Linked DNA regions of Zea mays: regions 1 and 3 are each linked to region 2. Evidence: chromatin contacts called from public Hi-C data. All regions are on one chromosome and are shown on one strand. Each heading gives the region's core, a stretch centred on a gene start, on an enhancer-like site or on the middle of the called end of the contact. The rest is flanking DNA. Distances are from core to core; before and after follow the strand shown. Region 1 holds the start of LOC100191417 (Pentatricopeptide repeat-containing protein). Region 2 holds the start of LOC100274435 (Protein NRT1/ PTR FAMILY 3.1). Region 3 holds the start of LOC100285798 (hsr203J).

Evidence for each region. Hi-C and Micro-C count contacts between places; a contact is called where the count stands out from the background.
Region 1: a contact with region 2 is called in a Hi-C map of bundle sheath, with 2.8 times the contacts expected there. The contact joins the promoter of LOC100191417 here to the promoter of LOC100274435 in region 2. A contact is called at or near these places in 5 of 25 Hi-C or Micro-C datasets (bundle sheath, ear, leaf and 1 more) and 1 of 3 datasets of contacts at active chromatin or transcription factors (leaf).
Region 3: a Hi-C map of ear shows a contact between it and region 2, with 1.8 times the contacts expected there. The contact joins the promoter of LOC100285798 here to the promoter of LOC100274435 in region 2. A contact is called at or near these places in 4 of 25 Hi-C or Micro-C datasets (bundle sheath, ear, leaf and 1 more).

Annotation. Positions count from the first base shown.
Region 1 is chr6:157,594,858-157,599,764 of Zm-B73-REFERENCE-NAM-5.0, reverse strand. LOC100191417 (Pentatricopeptide repeat-containing protein) reads right to left here and starts at 3,324. Exons shown (of 1, transcript NM_001136851.2): 1 at 1,804-3,324. The coding sequence starts at 3,231. The coding sequence ends at 2,026. It overlaps LOC103631518 (auxin-responsive protein IAA1), which reads left to right and starts at 3,914. Exons shown (of 1, transcript XM_008652412.2): 1 at 3,914-4,435. The coding sequence starts at 3,983. The coding sequence ends at 4,435. LOC111589612 (small nucleolar RNA Z247) reads right to left here and starts at 100; the gene lies at 1-100.
Region 2 is chr6:157,782,430-157,787,258 of Zm-B73-REFERENCE-NAM-5.0, reverse strand. It overlaps LOC100274435 (Protein NRT1/ PTR FAMILY 3.1), which reads left to right and starts at 1,775. Exons shown (of 3, transcript NM_001148794.1): 1 at 1,775-1,991; 2 at 2,729-3,545; 3 at 3,892-4,829. The coding sequence starts at 1,895. The coding sequence ends at 4,786.
Region 3 is chr6:157,652,735-157,657,524 of Zm-B73-REFERENCE-NAM-5.0, reverse strand. It overlaps LOC100285798 (hsr203J), which reads right to left and starts at 3,234. Exons shown (of 1, transcript NM_001158688.2): 1 at 1,856-3,234. The coding sequence starts at 3,156. The coding sequence ends at 2,077.

The DNA of each region.
Region 1 (4,907 bases), core at 2,075-4,574, 190 kb after region 2:
ATGGTGATCTCATCATTTACGACAAGGGTGGTGACGACTAGGTTGTACTCATAGTCGAGGCGGTAAGGATGTAGGAGATCAATTCATCGTCGTTGTCAGCTTGCTAGCGGATGTCAGCTTGTCATCCAAGGAGCGCATCTTGCTAACATAGTCGATGATAGAGAGGTCACCTTTCTTGGTAGTAGTGATAGAAATCTTTTAAATGATGGAGCGTGACCTTGTTGCCGAGGTGTAGTTTCCTTCGACAGTCGTCCATGTTTCTGCGACAATTTGATACATGGTGACCTGAAAGAGGAAATCTTTGGTCATAGATAGAAGCAGGACCCCGAGAATACTGGTTTATTGTGGACCACGCTTAGAAGGATGGGATAGGGATGTATGTCTCTTTGCCACCGTCTCCTTGAAAGGACTATGATGGGTAATGGGGTTGTTGTGCTACTAGTGATGCTACTAGTGAGGTACCTTCTAGCCTAACTCCTTGGATGACTACAAGCACTTTCATTTTCCAAAAGAACATGGTTGTTTATATTGAGCTTCTCAAAAACAACTTAGGCTCTCTCCAACAATTCAAAGATCAGAGTGAGCTCCTTGAGAGTCTACATGTTTATATAGGGCATCAATCACTGTTGTCTTGGCTTACAAATTTAAAGATCAGAGTGCTTGATCATCTTTCTACCAATCAATCTTTTTAAAAGCTTATAAAGAAATGCATACTTTTATAATAGCACAATGCACAAAGTGAAAAGACAGAGGAGAGGGAAGATGGTAGGTAGGCCCGCGAGCAAAATGGTCTTATGCACCTCATTTTAGCTGAAAATGATTAGTTTATCTGGTTTGATGTGTTGTAGACAAAACCGGGCCTTTCATAGTGTTTGTGACAAAATCGACTTTGACAATGTGTTCCCCGCAAAACCATACTTTCATAGTATCTCATCGACAAATTTCTCGTACAGTATTCAAAAATCAGTGTAGAAGCTTAACACGCCAGAAAAATTGAGAGCCAACACAATGTCTGTTGGCTAGTACATCAAATCGGTTGCTGGCTGGACAGCTGCTCCACAGCCAACAGGGATACAGCTGCAGCCACAGTAGCATAAGTGCAGCCGAACGGTAAACTAAGTACTCCATGTTATACTCAATAGAACCCTCTTTAGCTATCATTTTACCATCTCGTGGCCTATAGTAGGGCAACTGCGCAAGGCTCGTGATAGAGAAAAAAAAAACAAATTAGGAAATAAACCCACCACAGTGCACATCCACTTGTGAACATAGGACTTGACCGAACATTTCTGCTCATGTGTCCACACTCCACAGGCCTGGGGGTTATATGTCAGTTTCAATTGCTGCTATAACCTCTGAATCACACATAGTGGACAGTCTCTTTCTCCTTTCTTAAACACACTGGGACATTGTGTGATTTCAATTTGTGGCCTGCATTCATGCTTTACCTTTATCAACCTGTCCATATCATCTCAAGAAGTGGTTTCCTCACATTTTAGCACAATACAGTAAGGCCGCGTTTGTTTCGTTGGAATTGAATTCCATTTTAATAATTATAATTTAGACAAAACTAATTAAGTTTATATATTTATATATGTAATATATTTGTATATTATCCTAAATTACATGAGAGAGATAGTTATATACTATATTTATATTATAGCGAAGCAAGTAGAAGAGTGTGCTATAAATTGTATATCGGAAAAATATCATGTAAATCTATAGAATCAATTTTCATCTCTCACCCTATGAATTTGAGATAGGCTTATATGATAACTTTGTAAAGTGGTGGAATGTCACATTCTAAATAAATAGCCTATTTCATTAGTAAGATTCTAATTCCTCAAAATAAAAGGAAACAAACGGGACCTAACAGAAAAAGCTAAGCCTATGCTCATGCTGAAACTACCATTCATTCTTTCTTCCACTATTGTATACTCGTACTATGTTCTCTTTACCCATCAATTTAATGCATGTACTGCAGTGAAGTGTGTGCCCCAACAGAGTAGATTTTGATCAAACACTTCAGACTCTATTGCCCAGTATGTGGAATCTATCAGCATCTAATTCAACTGAACTATATCCAGGAAGCTTGTTGACTTTAAGTTCTTTCATGAATCCTCTTATTGTCTCTGCGTCACTATACCTCCCAGCATCTGAATATATGTTTGCCAAGCTCATATAGTAGCCGCTCTTTCCAGGAGACATGCCCATCAATCTCTTGGAAACCCATTCAGCAGACTCCATTTCTCCATGCACTCGGCAGGCTGCAAGTACACCTCCAAGCATGGCCTCGTCGGGCTCACAAGGCATTTCCTCTATGAGCTTCATAGCCTCGACAACATGCCCTGCTCTCCCAAGCATGTCAGCCATACAAGAGTAATGTTTCAGTTCAGGCTCAATGCCCGACAGTTTCATCCCCTTGAAGATAGCATATCCTTTGTCCACCATGCCAGAATGTGCACAAGCTGACAATGCCCCAAGAAAAGTGACTGAGTTCGGTCGGATTCCTTCGGCTGACATTCTATCGAAGAGTCCCAATGCAACATCAGAACGCCCATTCAAACCATGACCAAGGATCAGCGCACTCCACGAGATAACATCCCGCCTAGGCATCCCAACAAACACCCTCTGGGCGAATGCAAAGTCCCCACACTTGACGTACATGTCCACAAGTGCGTTCCCAAGGGGCAATGGCATCCCTAGGAACCTCCGGATACAGCAGCCGTGCACACTCCTTCCATGGCGGCGCCACCCAAGCTGTCCACAAGCGAGCAGCAGGCTGATCATGACCACCGCATCCAGCTCCATCCCTGCTGCCACCATGCTACCAAAGAACCGCATAGCCGCGTCCGGTTCCCCACCCTGCGCGTAGGCGGACAGCATAGAAGTCCAGAGGACAGCATCCCGCTCGCGCATTCCATCGAACAGCCTCCGCGCGTCGGGGAGGTTCGACAGGCCAGCGTAACAAAGGACGAGCGCAGACGCCACGAAAAGGTTTTCCTGGGCCCCGAGTTTGACGGCGAGCGCGTGGGAGGTGGAAGCTAGGCCCGCGGCGCCAGTGAGAGTGCAGGAGCGGAGCACGGGTGGCAGGGTGAAGTGGTCCGGCGGGATGCCCCGCGCGAGCATGTCCCGGAACGTGCAGAGCGCTTGCGCAGGGCGGCCGGAGCGCGCAAGCGACGCGAGGAGGGAGTTCAAGGAGGCAAGCGTGGTAGCGGGGCCAGGCGGCATCCGGCGCTGTTAGCGATTGCCTGCTGGGTGCTGCTTGCAACGCACCAGGGACCGCCGTCTCGCCTGCCGCGCGGCAGGGAGGTGAGCTACGCCGCCTACGCCTACGCGTTTAGCGACGAGAAGTGGACGTGGACCTATCTGCGAATTGCGACTGGGCTGGAGTTATTTGAGTGTGTAACAATCTCGTCCCGCGGCTTCGCCACTATATTACTCCGCGGCTGCGCATCGCCAATTTAGTATTATGCAGCACATATCTACGTCATATTAGGACTGTTATTCTCCCGAGCTCTGTTACCGTCTATGAACTATGGTAAAAGTCAAGTTTGTCCCTGCCGTAACCACGACGCAAGCAGCCCCTCCCCTGCTCCTCCTATCATCTTCCCCCAGGCGAGCTCCACCAGCTGGATCTCCAGGGAGCCCCTGCGACCTTGGTCATGGCCGACCTCCACTTCTCCCTTGGCAGGCGCTGCCCTCCTCTGGTCCGAGCTCGAGCAGGTGAGCTCGCCCCATGGCCTCGGCTCCTAGCTTGGCCCCTTGCTCCCTCAAGCCGGCAAACAGGCGCCCCTTCCCTGCTACAGCCGAGGCCCCTTCTCTTCCTCGTTCCTCCCCATCCGAGCAGCCTCCTCTTTGTGGGTGGAGCACAGCTCCTTCCCCTTCGCCCTTCCTCCCTCTCTCAGGCCTCCCTCGCCCACAGAGTCAGAGCGGAAGCCGCCGAGCTCGGAGCCCAGCACGCTGCACGCCGCCGCCGGCCATGTCGGTGGATACGGAGCGGAGCTCCACCGAGTCGTCCGCGGCCTCCAGGCTCGGCTACGAGGACACCACGCTCGCCCTCACCCTCCGCCTCCCGGGCTCCGACTCCGACCGTTCCTCCTCGCTCGCCGCGCCCTCCGACGCTGCGCCGTCACCCAAGGCGCGGGTGGTGGGGTGGCCGCCGGTGAGGTCGTACCGCAAGAACGCGCTCGCCGACTCCAGCAAGGCCAGCCGCGCAGCCAATTTCGTGAAGGTGGTCGTCGACGGCGCGGCCTACCTGCGGAAGGTGGACCTCCAGGCGGGTGGCAGTGCAGACGAGGTTACAGACGGCGGCGCGGGCACCTGCTGCTGGCAGACGGGGTCGCGGGCTCCTGCTGGCAGACGGCGGCGCGGGCAGATGTTGGCAGACAGCGGCGCTGGCACCTGGTGGCAGACGCCGGCGTGGTCACCTTAAGGCAGACGGCGGCGTGGGCAATAGATGAGTAGTCGCAATAGAGAATGGACTCAAACGGCTAGGGGTAGATTAGGACGAAGGGGTACATAAACTTCATCAACCGCAAGAAAACACACGGTAACAGAGCAGGGGAGAACAACAGTCCCAATATGGCGCGGATATGTGCTGCATAATACCAAATTGGCGATGCGCAGCTGCGGAGTAATATAGTGGCGAAGCCGCGCGACGAGATTGTTACAAACTCAAATAACTCACTGGGCTGAGAGCGTGGCGGGGCTCGCTGTTCGAGGCCTAAGTTTTATTTTAAAAACTAGTCTATCTTCCGTACAAACTCTAAAATGAGATATTTTACATTCCAAAATCTACCAGAGTAAAAGTGTTTTTTAAGGCGTTACATCCTTTTTCTTAGTTAAAAAAAATCAAACAAACACATGATAAGGTTTTGAACTTGGAAAAATATCTAAGCTTCTAA
Region 2 (4,829 bases), core at 526-3,025:
TTAACGTTATGTGACAAGCAGATAGATGAAAAAACAATGCAAGAATGTGGCATCTTGAATTAATTTCTTATAATTGTACTTGTGAAGTATGGACAATTTAGAAGCAAAATTTTGGGGGGTTTGCCTTTTCTGGTTAATGATTAGTGCGAGTAATTTTAGAAGTATATCCAGGGTTCTTTGAGTTAATATGGCGGCAGTAATGACAAAGTAGGCCATGAATTAATCGGGTTTTTACCTGTTAGCTTCGTATTAAAGCCAACTATTTAAACTGCTGCAACTGTAATCTAGACAAAAACATTGTTAAAACAGCAGAAGTCGATACAGATTTAAGTCAAGTGAATAGGCTTAATCCAGAAGCATTTAAGGACACTTTTAGTAATTTCAAAAAAATTAAATGTGAATAGTTTAGAAATAAACAAAAGTTATATTGGTATTTAGTGAAAGTGATTTATTAGGATGTACCATTGAAGATATAACATATCATATGCAAACTAATCCGTTGGTGTCGTGCAAACATGACACCCAAATAGAGTTGAGAGGACCTTTTTAAGGGTCTACTACTCTACTTGATCATAGGAGTTAAAGCAAAACGACTAAAAAATAGTTACCTTAGAAGTTAAAGATCTAAACAGGAAACACTAAAGGTGACTAAAAATTTATTTTAGTAACTTTTAGCTCCTAGAAAGGTCCTCAAAATATTCCTAAGCTCTTGAATCCAAACTTGCCCTAAAAATATTGTTTTTCACAACAACTCTCCCACCTTCCCCTGGGTATTTCTAAAAAGGTCCTCATATCTCCATCCTTATGTCTTGTTTCTACCAACAGGTTGTTTTACACCTGATTTATCCCTAGTTTTGGATCAAAATATAGTAATAATAATACTGTGCTTTCTCGTGTGGAATGAATCTCCAATTTGGACAACAACATAATGTTAATGATAACCACGGTCCACCACCAAGTTGATAGTGAAATGTTTAATTTTAAAACCTCACTTGTTTCTTAACATTTTATGAGAATTAATGCAAATTCTCTAAAACAAGTCTCTGGTTAATGACTGGTATAGATGGCCACCAATACATTTGTTTGTCCATTGCTTACTAGTATGCAATCCATGCAAATATATATAGCATTGTAAAACTAAGAAACTATTTTAGGTATACAATTTCTAAAAGTTCATGTGAATAGTAAAAAAGATAATGGTCCTCAAAGTTTAAACTTTTGCATATAATTTGAAATGATATTGATGTATGACTTATGCGAATAAGCGTAAAACGGGGAGGACTGTTCCCTAAGGACATATACGCCTCTGGATCGGGTTTTCAAGTATAAGAAAGCAACTATAAGACTCCATGATATAATGGAGTGTCTTTAAAATCAGTCACATCATAAATATAGTTAATAGATAATATGTATATAAAGTCGTGTAGAGACAGATTCTTAAAAAATACCGTCTCTTATTTTTTTACTTAACCTCTTAAAGACTGATTATCTATCCTTCCAAGGAAAAACGTAGTACCTGGGTGTGCCAACATTAACCGGCCACAAAGTTAATTAAATTCCTAGATAATAATCGGCTAGATACAAAGCTAATAATATGACCAATCATGCACTCATGGTTCCTATAAAAAAAAGAGAAAAAGTTGCCGTCACACTTGTGGTCTGAACTAGCAGCCTAGCACATTGCCCCTTGGGCGCCGCAGAAGTGTTTGTCTCCTGCTGGCTGGGCGTGTCTATATATACGTGCCTCCATTCTCGCATCAAAATGTAGGGCCATGTGAAGGTCGCGTTCGTTCCTTCGTTCCCCAAGGCCTTGCCTTGTTCTGGTTCAGCATCAGTGACGCTTAGCTTCACAGGAACCAGGACCAGCGAGGTCTCTGGCTCTCTGCAACTTGCCATGGGGACCGCAACGGCAGCAATGGACAGGAATGCAGATGGAGAGCAGGGCAAGAGGAAGAAGAAGGGAGGCTTCAGGACCATGCCGCTGATACTAGGTGAGGAAATCAATCGAGTACAGTATATGCCTGCATCTGCAATTCTGCATCGGCTTATGTTACAGTTGTTTACACCAATCTGTGGAGTATGCGCAAGTTGAGAAATAGACACGGCTGTTTACTGTTTCTCCCCCCCCCCCCCCCCCCCCCCCCTTCCCTATATTTCAGGTGCCTGGTTTTTTAGATAATTTGGAACAAAACTCTTATGCAATCAATTAGTATAAGTAAATTATTTTTTATCTTTACACATCAAGAGTTTCCTTTGTTTGACTATAGAAATAGTTGTTAATTATCTTTGTATCAAAGACATATAAGGTTTTATTGGATTTGTAGTTTTGTCTAACTGGTTTTTTTATTCTCGGATCCTTTTTATTTACATTTTGGTCGGTGATTCATCACAGTCCAAAGATGCAGTACACATCTAGCGAAGATTTCGAGCTCTACGCCTCTACTTAATCGTGTTCACAATTTAATATGTTCCGTCCATTAATTCTCGTTTTTTTATTATAATGTCCTCGTCTAATTCTACTGCTGCCAAACCGTAAACTAGACTGAATGACGTACGGTAAAATTGGTAATTAATACTGTGAGAAATTAGTTGGTGAACCAAGAAAGCTAGGACCGATGAAGACGATGCAACGAACAATTGCATCAGTGCAAGTGCAGTTCTTGGCCTGTGGGTGATAGATGTCGTTCTGACAGTCTCTCATGCATGGCGTTGTCCACTGCATTTGCAGCAAGCGAAGTCTGCGACCGGTTTGCCACGGCCGGCTTCGGCGCCAACCTGATCACGTACCTGACGCAGCAGCTGCACCTCCCGCTGGTGGAGGCCTCGAACACGCTAACCAACTTCAGCGGCACGTCCTCCTTGACGCCCATCCTAGGCGCGTTCGCCGCCGACGCCTTCGCCGGCCGCTTCTGGACCATCATCGCAGGGTCCGTGGTGTACCAGCTCGGCATGGTCGGCGTGGTGGTGTCCGCGGTCCTCCCCTCGCTCCGGCCGCCCCCGTGCGACGACCCGCCGGCGGCCACCCCGTGCCAGCGCGCCTCCGGGTGGCAGCTCGCCCTGCTGTACCTCTCGCTGCTGCTCACGTCGCTGGGCTCCGGCGGGATCCGGCCGTGCGTCGTGGCGTTCGGCGCCGACCAGTTCGAGCGGCTGGACAGCGCCGAGGAGGAGGAGAAGGCCAAGGCCAAGGCGGAGGCGGAGCGGAAGCGGCGCTACTTCAACCTCTACTTCTTCACCATGGGGCTGGCGGCGCTGCTGGCGCTGACGGTGGTGGTGTACATCCAGGAGAACGTGGGGTGGGGGTGGGGGTTCGGGATCCCGGCCGTGGGCATGTTCATGTCCATCGTCGTGTTCCTGGTCGGCTACCCGCTCTACGTGCTGGTCAAGCCCGGGGGCAGCCCGTTCACGCGGCTCGCGCAGGTTGTCGCAGCCGCGTTCAAGAAGCGCAACGCCGCCGTGCCCGAGGACCCCCGCATGCTGTATCAGGACAAGGAGCTCGACGCGCTCATCTCCACCAACGGCAGGCTCCTACACACCAATCAGCTTACGTAAGTCTCCATTTCTAATTAAGTCCGGTCTCTTGTAAAAAAATAAAAAAGGAGCGAAAGTAAATTCGATAGACCTGCGTGCACGTGATGTGTCTCACGATGCCGCCTGCGTGCCGGCCCAACTTTTTTGTGGTGGTTACATTACATTATCAAAAAGGGGAAATGCAATGCAACCCCGCTACTAGTTTTAGCTTTTAATTTAAAGCAAGATCGTGCACATTGCTTTAAAATCACCTCTCTCTTTTTTGCATTCGTCCTCTGTTCCTTGCTATGCTCGCGATTTTTTATTTTTTTATTGGGACCAGCAGTAGTAACGTTGCTATATATTCTCTGTTGATGATTTAAGGTTCTTCGACCGGGCAGCAATAGTGACGGCGGGCGACATCTCCCCGTCCGGGCAACCAGACCCGTGGCGCCTGTCGACGGTGCACCGCGTGGAGGAGCTCAAGTCCATCGTCCGCATGCTGCCCATCTGGTCGGCCGGCATCATGCTGGCCACCGCCAGCTCGCACAACTACACCTTCACCATCATGCAGGCGCGGACCATGGACCGGCACATGGGGCCCCACTTCCAGCTCCCGCCGGCGACGCTGTCCATCTTCTCGAACGCGGCCATGCTCGTCACCCTGGCCTTGTACGACCGCGTCTTCGTGCCCCTGGCGCGCCGCGTCACGGGCCTGCCGTCCGGGATCACCTACTTCCAGCGCATGGGCATCGGGCTGGCCATCTCCGTGCTCAGCGTCGCCACGGCGGCGCTCGTGGAGACCAAGCGCCGCGACGCCGCCGCCCGGCACGGGCTCCTGGACAGCCCGGCCGCCGTCGTCCCGCTCAGCGTGTTCTGGCTGGTGCCCCAGTTCGCCGTCCACGGCGTCGGCGACGCCTTCTCGTCCGTGGGGCACATGGAGTTCCTGTACGACCAGGCGCCCGAGAGCATGCGCAGCAGCGCCGCCGCGCTCTTCTGGCTCGCCGCCTCCATCGGGAACTACATGGGCACGGTGCTCGTCACGGCGGTGCAGCGCGCCACGCGTGGGCGCGGCGAGTGGCTCCAGGACAACATCAACCGCGGCAGGATCGACAACTACTACTGGCTCGTCACCTGCATCACGCTACTCAACTTGGGCTACTACCTCGTCTGCTTCTATTTCTACACCATGAAGCCGCTGGAGGTGGCGGATGACTGTGACAAGGACTGTGAGCTCTCCTCCCTCCAGAAAAATGGCAGTGGCGCGGCGCTAGTGTGATGGTGTAATTAACTGGAAGACTAGAAAGCAAGAATGGTCTTGT
Region 3 (4,790 bases), core at 1,985-4,484, 130 kb after region 2:
GCTAGAATTGTAATTAATAGATTCTGAATTTAATGAATGTCCTTGCGTGGCTATCTTGTTAAGGACGGATTCTTTCTTATTTCTGGCGTCGTGGAATCATAGTCGATTAAAAAAAGACTCAGGCTTTGTTTTGTTGGAATTGAAAATACATTCTATTATCATAATTTAGATATAAACTAATTAAATTAATATATTTGTATATTATCATAAATCATACCAGAGGAATAATTATATACTACACTTATAGAAGCAAGTAGAAGAGTATGATAAATATATAGAATCAATTTTCATTAAATTCAGGCTTTCACCCTGTAAATATATAACCTGTAAATATATAGAATCAATTTGAGATAGGTTTATATATAAAGTTTGGAAAGTTATATAATGTCACCTTCTAAGGCCTTATCTGGAACCTCTAAACTAATAGTTAGCTACTAAAATTTAGTTGTTGAGTTCCAAACATCATCAACTAATACCACATCTAATTGTGGGTAATCTAAAGTTGCTTTATGATGAATTGATTAATTATTGTAAGCAGATTTGTCTATCTGATCATGAAGATAGAATTGTGTGGACCCTGGGGAATAAAAGCTTCTCTGTTAATTCTTTATACAGAAAGAAAATGGAAAATCAATCTTTGATTCCATATAAGTTTTTGTGGAAATCTAAATTGCCTCATAAAATTAAGGTTTTCTTCTGGTTAGTGGTAAGAAATAAGATTCTTACTAAGGATAATTTGAGGAAAAGATGCTGGATTGGTTCTTTAAATTGTTGTTTCTGTGGGGTGGATGAGTCTATTGATCACTTGTTCTTTAATTGCCCCATTGCTCAATACATGTGGAGAGTTATTCAAGTTGCCTTGAATTTGAGATCTATCCCAAAAAATATCAAAGATTTGTATGACAATTGGTTTTGTAAACCAAAAGACAAGATGTCTCATCTGGTGTTATTTGGTTGTGGTGCTTTATTCTGGGCTATTTGGCGCACTAGAAATGGTTGGTGCTTTGGAAATAGTCATTTACTTGACCCATCTAACATCATTTTTCTTTGCTGCTTCTGGTTGGATTCCTGGGCGATTCGTCAGAAAAAGAAGGAGCAAAGAATGGTGGTGCTAGGAAGCAAGTTAATCCGAAAGACGGCAAGTGAAGCTTTCGGGAGGGCCTTGGGGTGGTGTCCTCTTGACAGGCGGATTTCTGGATGACAAGATGTTGAAGCTGGGAAGCCTTGTTGGGATAGTTGTCTGTCTTTTGCTGACCAAACTGTTCAGGTCTTTTGTGGCTTCTGCCTGTCTTGTTGGATGTAAATAAGAAAGTCTTATGTAGTTCTTCGTAGGCCAAAACTTTCCCTGTTATCGTAGTCTCTTCACTGATCTAGTGATAGTGGTTAGAGTCTAGATAACTTTCTGGTCGTGGTTGATCTTTTGGTGGTTCTACCGCGTGTGGGCGGTTGTTACATACTTTCCTATTTCTTAATGAAATAGGTGGCTTCGCCCCTTCGTCAAAAAAAATTGTTAGCTACCTCAGAGCTAACATTTAGTTTATTAGTTGACTCAACCCAACTAATAATTTATTAGTTGGCTAATTATTAGCTTTAGGGGTCCCAAACAGAGCCTAAGCCTATTCCACTAGTTATATTTGAATTCCTCGTAATGAAGAAAAACAAACAAGGCCTTAGGGTTGCTGCTGACCACAACAACATAACTGATTGGAATGGGATTGGGGTCTACTCTGCTTGTGGCAAGTGATTATAATGTGGTAGCTGTGTGGCTAGCATCATTCTAAATAATAGCCCAAACAGTTACGCAAACATATATTGTATTGATTATTGAAACTCAACTATTCAATACATATAAACTTGGGTAACGACCTTTAGTTTTGAATGAAATTCGGAAATGCATCACTATATGCTACAGCATGTGGAGCCATCCAGTGGTTGTATGTAGGTATATCACCACACATAACTGAAGTTGATAGCATTTATATACCGGAACAAATTTGGTGATTCCAAGCAGCTCACGTATCACGTAGCACATATGATCAGTATCCCGCACGTACGTGCGGAATAATACGTCCTTATTCAATGGCGTGAGATGAAGCTCTTGATGGCATCGATGAGCTCTCGGGCTCGTTCCCCGGTGGTTGAGTCCATGTCGACGGCGTACTTGTTAAGGTAGAAGGAGTGGCTCATGCCGTGGTTGATGAGCACCTCCACCTCCTTGCCAGCGGCGCGCAGCGCGTTGCAGTACTCGAGGTTAGTGTCGCGGATGAGGTCGTTCTCGGCCACGGACACAAGCAGCGGCGGCAGGTGCACGGACTCCAGCGGCGGCGCCTGCGGGCCCATGGGGCAGGTGAAGGGGTGGTCCTTGGTGGCGCCCTCCGGCAGCGCCAAGGCAAGGAACTTGTCCAGCATGTCCAGCGTGAAGAACACCGAGTCCGCCTTCGTCTCCAGCTCCGACCGGCTCCGGGTGGCGCGCACGAACCCCGGGTGAATGGGGACGCCGCCGGCGACGCGGAGGGGGGCCCAGCTGCCCGCGTCCGCCTCCCTCGCCACGCGGGCCGCCACGAGGTGGACGAGGTTGCCGCCCGAGCTGTCCCCGACGAGGAACACCCGGGACACGTCGGCGGCCTCGCGGAGGAGCGCGGCCGCCGGGTCGTCGAGGGCGCCGTCGTCCTCGGCCAGCGCGACGGAGCGGAGCCTGCGGAGCGCGGCGACGCCGGCGTCGATGTGCGCGGGCAGGCGCCGCTCGGGCGCGAGCGGCAGCTCGACGGCGACCACCACGGCGGGGACGGCGCACGCGAGGCGCGCGTAGAAGTGGTGGTACATGAGCCAGGACGGGTGGGAGATGCAGAAGCCCCCGCCGTGGAGCTGCAGGATGACGGGCAGGCGCGCGCCGCCGGCCTCCACGTTCGCCTCGGGGAGGTACACGCGTAGGTTCGGCTCCCCGGGCAGGTCGTGGAGCGTGTGCCCGTCTCGCGGCACCGCGTACGGCGCCACCGGCTCCATCAGCGGGAGGGCCTCGCGCGGGCCGGTCCACGTGCGGTCCACGCTGCCGTCCTCCAGCACGCGCAGCCAGCCGGAAACCTCGTCCACCACCTTTCGGCCAACCGCCGCTACCACCTGCGGCTGTGGCTGCTGCTGGACATTGGCCGTTGCCATCGGTGTTGCTGCGGAGACTGTGATGTGCACCGGGGAGAAGGGTCGACGAAGTTCGTGCGTCGTTGTATGAGTACGTCTGGCCTGCGCACGGTGGAGCCGGGCATTTTATAGGCAGCGGTTGAGGCAGTTGGTAGCTAGAGAATCGAGAGGCCAGAATCCCAGCGCGGGGGTTGCGTGTGGTTGTGCTTACCTTGCCGCTCATGGTTGGGCGATCTCGATCAGAATTGCGGGTTAATTCCTGACGTCCGTCGTGTCGTCGGAACAACCGACCGCGTGAGAAGAGCAGCAGCGCGACGCGACGCCGGGCCGGAGGTGGCTGTGTGCCGTGTGGCTTGTGCTGCATGTGAATTGCGGGTTCCTTACTCCTGAGGACCTGGGAATTGCATGTTAGTTTCGGGTTCCTGAGAAAAATGATATTTCAAATTTCAGCGATATTTTACCAGAACTGTAGGGTCAGGCTGCAGTTGTCGTCTTCTTGCTGCAACACCTTAACGCGGGGAGTTCGTCGTCTTGCTGCAATTTCCGAGCAGAGTGACTCCGGAGTATGAACAGGGGCTTCTGACCAGGGAAGGACTACAGTCTAGAGAACACTTTAGTTGTTAGCTAGTCTCCTCCGGTCAGTCAGGTCAAGGATTATAAGCTATTTCTAAGCAAAAAACGAGTGGAATAAACTGCTAGAAATTTTAGGACGTGGAAAGTTCGGCAATCGTGTCATCAGCTGGCTACTCTGATCAGGACACCAAGTTTAAGTCGGTCATGTGCAAATGGCGGTGACCACATGAGAACCATTCCAGATCTCATTTTTCAACATGAAGTAGCTTATATCGGGGCTTTGAGCTTCACCAGTTGGGGGTTCTCCGAATAGGCTAGCGAAGTCTTGATATGGCTAGGAGGCATAACCCATGGCCAGCGCCTCCGTGCGAGCCATGACCACCTCCACCATGTCGAATCGAATCCCGTAGGGGTGGTGTGGGAAGGTGGCTGGCGATGCTGGGTGGAGGTGAACGAGAGCACAGTTTGCAAGGTTAGAGGTGGGACTAGGGTCGTGTTTGTTTTTGATTTTTCTAGCTTCTAGGCCGCGGTCAGCTCAACACTCTAATTTCTCCCCAATCCCTTCCAATCCTCTAGTAATTTTCTTGTCATCAAATCAGTCCTAAGCTTTTCAACATGCTTCTGCGAGAATTGGTTTTGGTGAAAATTGTCTATGAGCCTATTCATGTTGGTGTGGCAAGCGATCCATCTAGGTACGCAGTCGTGAGGAAGTCTAGATGACAAACACTGACAGATATGTGGAGTCCAATATTCCATATTGTCATGAAGAGTGGGAAAAATAAGGAAGAAATGAGAGCTATCGCTGACATTTGTCTTCCTCTTTAAGCTGTTCTAAAGATCGTAGAATTACACCGGGTATGTGCTCGTGCGTTGTCACGAGACGAGAGAGCAGGTGGAACGACGCCTAAACTACAAATATAATTATTGTTTATTTCTAAGTACTAAGATATATGTGTCTGATAGTTAGCCTCAAATTTCTAGAGCGGGGGCGTGAACTCGAGTGCTCGCTTTGCACTATTTTTTGCCTGCGCTGGACGTGGATGTGGAGCCGTGGTAGTACCAGATGCCCACATTAGGTTCTT